2 separate regions of the Danio rerio genome follow, and region 1 is linked to region 2. A link is a contact called in public HiCAR-type data. All regions are on one chromosome and are shown on one strand. The core of a region is the stretch at or near the end of the contact, and the rest is flanking DNA. Distances in the headings are between cores, read along the strand shown. Region 1 holds the start of slc14a2 (solute carrier family 14 member 2). Region 2 holds the start of cdk7 (cyclin-dependent kinase 7).

What was found. HiCAR-type assays count read pairs that join an accessible place to other places.
Region 1: a contact with region 2 is called in a HiCAR-type map of caudal fin, with 5 times the contacts expected there. The contact joins the promoter of slc14a2 here to the promoter of cdk7 in region 2. A contact is called at or near these places in 2 of 4 datasets of contacts at active chromatin or transcription factors (caudal fin and embryo).

Annotation. Positions count from the first base shown.
Region 1 is chr5:56,276,848-56,280,344 of GRCz12tu, forward strand. It overlaps slc14a2 (solute carrier family 14 member 2), which reads left to right and starts at 2,009. Exons shown (of 10, transcript NM_001020519.1): 1 at 2,009-2,048; 2 at 2,149-2,226; 3 at 2,332-2,494; 4 at 3,292-3,481. The coding sequence starts at 2,025.
Region 2 is chr5:56,118,520-56,121,762 of GRCz12tu, forward strand. cdk7 (cyclin-dependent kinase 7) reads right to left here and starts at 1,474. Exons shown (of 12, transcript NM_212961.2): 1 at 1,351-1,474; 2 at 1,204-1,263; 3 at 474-507; 4 at 316-383; 5 at 121-189. The coding sequence starts at 1,416.

The DNA.
Region 1 (3,497 bases), core at 759-3,258, 160 kb after region 2:
AGTTAAACATAATATAAAAAAAGAAAAATAACAACATTTATATAATAATGTCATTAATAAATCCAATGTGCTTTCTTTTTTTTCTACAGCAAAATATGTTCATACATTATTCATATCTTTAAACAGATTAAATATTACAGTATTCGATTTTAACAGATTTTGATTAAGGATTTTGTCAACATACATTAAAAAAACCTGACAAATAAAATAAAAAATTACAAACAGTTACTGATAAATTTCTTTGTGATTAGGTTTTTTGAGTGCAAGGATAACAACTTTATAACTTTCTAAAAAACAAAAATTAAATAAATAAATAAATAAATAAATAAATAAATAAATAAATAAATAAATAAATAAATAAATAAATAAATACAAAATCCAAATCTGTCATTGACAAAATTTCCACAACAAATTATTGAGCAAAAAATCAGCATATTAAATCAATAACTAAAACTCCTGTGACATAGAAGACTAGATTAAATATCCTGAAATCAACTTGACACCTTAAAACAAATCAAAGTTATTTAAACAAAGCAGAATTTATTTTAAATTATAGTAACATGCATAACCTTATGTTTCACCATCTGTTGTCCTTGGTAAACATAAAAGACTAAAAACAAAAACACTTTATAATAACTACACACAGGGCCGGAGCAAGCTGAACTGCCGCTCTAGGCAAAGGACGGTCACGCCGCCCTCGCGGGTGGCGAGGGTAGATTAGGGGACTCCGCCCTCTCTATTCTGCCGCCCTAGACGCGGATATAACTGAGGCGCGGGTGGCGAGGGTAGTTTAGGGGACGCCACCCTCTCTATTCTGCCGCGCTAGACGCGGAAATAACTGAGGCGCGGGTGGCGAGGGTAGTTTCGGGGACGCCGCTCTCTATATTCTGCCACTCTAGACGCGGATATAATTGTGGGCGCGGGTGGCGTGGATAGTTTCGGGGACGCCGCTCTCTCTATTCTGCCACCCTAGACGCGGATGTGGGCGCGGGTAGTTTCGGGGACGCCGCCCTCTCTATTTTGCCGCCCTAGGCGGCCGCCTAGGTCGCCTCTATGGAAGCGCTGGCCCTGACTACACACTATGAATCATTTACTACGCATTAGCATCTAGTGAATTCATTATCTGTTAAGCATTAACTCTACTTTAACAAACGTACGCAGTTTATAATTGCAGCTACAAATGTTGTACTCTTGACTTACAACCACATTTATAATGTGCCTCAATAATAATAAGAATTATAAATGTTAATTTCAATAGTTTATAAATCATTTACTAACTTATTCTGAATCTTAAAAACAACCAACTATGCTTAAATAACTGGTTTGTAAATAATGCAATACTTCATTTAGTAATAAAAAATAAATCATTAACTAAGTATGAAAGTAACATTATTAGCTACATTATAAATGTGGTTATAAGTCAAGAATAGAGCATTTGTAGCTGCAGTTATAAACTGCTTACTAACATTTATTAATGTAGAGTTATAGCTTAACAGATGAATTCAATATTTGCTAATGCTTAATAAATGGTAAACAATCTTCCAGAACATTTAAATGTACCACAAATATAAAAAGAACAGAGTAACAGGTCTACTGTTTGACACAGTTTTGTTTTACTAATGGATTCGTAGAACAGAGGCCCTTTTGTGTTTTTCCAACTCAAATAATTGACTACTAATTCAAGTACTAAAATGTTAATCCATATGCAGTCTATGTTATCTGCTTTTTTTTTTTTAATTTTGAGAAGAACGTGTTACAGTTATTTGGTAATTGCATACAAAGTTTCAAAAACCATAGAACATTTTTTAATGCTTTTTAACAGCTTATCAGAATGAAAAAGCAAAGTGATTAGCAGAAACCTGCTCAAGCAACTTAGAATAGGACCAAACTAAGTCAGAGGAATGCAAAGTAAGATTTGAACTGCATGAATAGAGGTGGAGCAACGCAAACAGACCGGCACTATAAAACCATCAGATCTGTGGCTTCATGGACTTCATTGATTCTTTCTGTAACTGGCCTCATATATGCCTGGAACACATCTAACGAAGGTAGATACACTCCTTTTTTCTCTCTCTCTGAATGTTATGTCAATTGAGTATGATAGTATCAAAACTTGAATTAAATTGAATAAAGTCAATGTTTTAATAGAAAAGTGACCCGCTGAATGTCACACATCTCTGCAAAACGTCTACTTCTACACAATATTCCAGTGCTCAAAACACAAAGGTGAGATTTTTCCTGTTCTCTTGTCTTTTGAAAAATTCCAGGAGGCAGAACACAGACGGATCCCTGCAAAGAATATTAAGTGTTTGTGTCTGTGAACATTTACAGGAGCTGCAACCACTCATGGCAAATCCAGTCCACAAAATTACAGATGAGAAGAAACAGCAGGGACTCGAGAAGATCAATTCGGGCCAGAGGTTTAAAGCAAATCTCATAAAATGGGTCTCGTTTATTTCTGGAGACATGGCTGCGTTCGGAGAATGGATGAAAGGTACAGGAGTTTAAGCTTAATTGAAGCTCGATCAAGAGCCAAGCTTGAAAAAAACAACAAGAGCATTAATTCTGCAGTGAATAGTTGGCAGAAGAGTGTTTGCAAGTCTACTTTACGTTTAGATTGACAATGGAAAAGCCTAAGCATTCCTGTTTTCTTTATCTTAAAGATAAAAATGCAGCTTTAACACTTTCTTTTTCAACTTTTGTACTTTGTAAACAAGTGGAAATATGTTAAACGTCATACATTTAATAATGTGTGATCCACACCTAATTAAAAACATACTCTTTCTAAGACGGAAATATATGCAGTCTTTTTATCATGATTTTTTTTAACTCTTAAATGCTTAAATGTTTTTCTAATAAATGGATCTATAACTGCTGCAATGTGTAAATAACTATAGTAAAAAAAAAAACAGACATCATTGAGAATTGATGTGAACTGCTCTTACTGTGTTGTCCGGCCATTAGTGACCATGTTTATAATTTTACAAACAATTGAAACTACAGTTTTAAACCTGTGGGCATTACAGGTGTTTCTAAATCCTGCATTAAAGACCCAAGCTAGTCATTTAATGGTTGATTACTTTTGATACTTAACTACAAAATGCATTCACAGACACACAGATTAGTAGCAGTTATTAATTGTTTGGTTATTATTGTTATTAGTAATTGTTTTCACTGCAGGACATTTTTCATGGCATACACACATATCTCTTTAAACCTCTGCCCTCTGCAGACATCTGCAAAGACTTTATTGGTATCAACTATGTGCTTTCTCATGTTTACCCTGTTCAGGCCAGTTTATCTTGCTCCAAATTATGGACTGGGTGTTGCGTGGAGCGGCTCAGGTGATGTTTGTGAACAACCCTCTCAGTGGTCTGATCATCTTTGCTGGACTGATCCTCCAGAATAGATGGTGGGCACTCAATGGTTTTGTTGGAACCGTGTTTGCTACGATTTCTGCACTCATCCTCTGTCAGAACAGGTATTAACACAACTGG
Region 2 (3,243 bases), core at 224-2,723:
AATTAAGATGGGTAAAAATCTAATTTAGCTGTGTTGACAAGCTCTTAACCGTTTTGCTATGTGAGGTTGGAAATTACTGAGATAAACAATATATGTCTAAGTTGATTACTGTGTCATCACCTCGAGATCTGTCTCCATGTAATCAAAGACCAGACTAATATTAGATTTGTGTCCAAAAGCATCCAGGAGCTGAAAGAGAAACCAGGTTCATAGATGTCAACATGAGTACACAATCAAAAACTGTACATCTGTGTATAATTAACGAATGTGCGCATGAACACAAACACACACACACAAACACTCACTCTGACTTACACCAATAATGTTTGGATGACTGAGCTCTTGCAACAACTTAATCTCTCGAAGAGCTGTTCTGTTGATGCCTGGATAACAAGATAAGTAAGATATTTTGTGTAAGACTTCACTTAATTACAATCAAAAATGAATAAAGATAAAAAAAAAAAGGAACACACCATCTTTAGCCTCTGTTCTGTGTCCCACTTTTATCTGCAAACAGGAAGCTTACATTTTAACATGACAGTCTGAATTAATTAATAAACAAAAAGCATAAAGCTGTCATAAAAACTCCATTATATACAGTACTTTCAGCCTTTTTCATGAATGATCTAACACACTTTGCGACTGAATTCTGATGATGAACAAACATATACACCTAATGATTACATCTATTGCACTAAAGACAACCAATCAAAAGATAACAGTTGTAATATGTTGAATGACGTTGTCTTGTTAGAAATATGTGCGTCAAATACTGTTTTTAAGTAACCTGGAGTTAGACACACACACACACACACACACACACACACAAAAACAAGCAAATAACACCCTTATCTTTGTTACTAGACGTTTTTGTCTTCAATTATTATTTTTTTCTTTTTGAAAATTGGGTTGACACCACAAAACAATTCTTCTTAAGATAAAACATTGGTAACGTTATTGATATCGTCTATATCGTCTAAGACAATACATCTTAACCTATTACTTTTTATTTTACAGTCATTCACTAATTAATGTTGCTAATAAGTTTCAGTTAAAGAATATTCATTATTTTACAACATTATAACGATCAATAAGACACATACTGACCCGTAAAACTAAAAGAATATCTGCATTTTGAACGCATTATAAGTTATTAAGGCATGGTGGTTTGCCACAACATACGGATTAAATGCAGTCTCTTACCTTTTTGATAGCGACAATGGTGTTCGTGGTTTTGTCTCTTGCCTTGTAAACAGTAGCAAACTGCAGTGAAATAATACACAATGCATGAGTGAAATCGAATGTTGTACTGCTTCATGACTTGACATATTATGAGATCTAGTCGTTTACCTGTCCTTCACCCAAAAAGTCCAGCTTTTCATAACGCTTTGCCCTTGACTTTACATCTAATGCCATGTTTTTCAACTGTAAACTTGTTCTTTGTGAAAGCACACTTCCTTCTGCGTTAAAGAGCACTGTATACTTCCGGGTAAAATAAAAGTCCCATAAGATGAAAAAACGTCCGTAAAAATAATAATAATAACATTTGTATTTGCAAGATGTAGTCTTTTAAAATGCACAAAATATGTTTATTATTGCTAAATAATTCTTTGATCGCCAAAAGATCTGTTACATGTGTGTATCTTGCTAAAATCTTAATTTATTTTATTTTTATGTAATATTTTTGATTACGTTTAAAATTATTTGCTTATTTGATTAATGTCAAATGGTTGCTTTCATGGAATCGAAAGTTGTACCGTCATTTCGTGTCAAACCCTGGTCAAACCATTCAGAAACATCCTGGCTTGTATGTATGAATTGTATGTATGTATGTATGTATGTATGTATGTATGCATGTATGATTTATACAACACCGTTAGTATCTAAGCAATTGATAATATTAGTTAATTATACATTTAAGGTTAGAGGTAAGTTTTAGGGTCAGGTTTTGTACCAAGCAGAGCTGCCAACTTTTGGTTTTAGTGAGAATTTTTGCCCCGCCCTTACGACTCAATGTACACACACACACACACGCACGCACGCACACACACACACACACACACACACACACACACACACACACACACACACACACACACACACACATATATATATATATATATATATATATATATATATATATATATATATATATATATATATATATATATATATATATATATATATTTAATAACAACAATAATTCCTTACATTTATATAGTGCTTTTCTTGGCACTTAAAGCGCTTTACACATAGGGGGAATCTCCTCATCCACTTTTTTTTTTCAAGAAAGAACATTACAAAGATATAATATAAACAAAGACAAAGAGGGTTACATAAATAGAATTCCAGCAAATTAAACAAGTTTAAATGATTTACACCAAGAAAGCGTTTCATGATTAACATGTTAACACGGGTCCATAACCACAGCAAAGCATGTTTTGACTGACAAAGATCTTAAAACAGACCACTTCATTTGTGGATCTGAGTAACGATAGCTCAGTTAGATAAGTTGATGTGTGCGCTGAACCTTTTCACTACACGGGTTACTACGGAACCCCCGGAAGGGACGTAGTGGGGGAGAAAAAAAATGGGTGGGTGAAAAAAAAATAATGGGTGAAAGAAAAAAAATGGGTGGGAGGAAAATATATATTTCTAAGTTTTTTGCGTTCTCTCGCAAAGTTTTGCGTTCCCTCGCAAAGATGTTTTGCGTTCCCTCGCAAAGATGTTTTTACATTACTGTGTGTATGCTACCTATGAACCAGTGAATGCATGTATAAGCGCTGACTGACAGATGCGCTTCGTACAATAAACTGATCCCAGATCAGCGTCTGTACACGCCATTTACAGAGGAGCGGGTGTATGTTTAAACAGACAAATACACTGAATAATATGGAACATCTCCGTCCTGCATGTTTTATTTTAAACAGCTTATTTTCTCTTAAATGAGCACAAACATGTGAATACTGGCACGGCCTGGCGTCCGGTCTTCTTGTGCACTCCCTGGGGCGAGGCGGCCTTTGAGCCCTAGGCAGGGAGCAAACAACCCCCGAGGACCCTCAGGGAAACACGGGGGGCCGGTAGTGGGACCTCGCTGCGAGGGTCATGGTGGGTGGGAGTAGCGAGGCCCACTCATCTTCTATTTTAAACTATAGTTTCAAACTTTAGTTTACTATAGTTTGAAATAGAAACCATGCAACTGTTATGATTTAACTTTATGCAAAGAGCTTAGAATCACCAAGA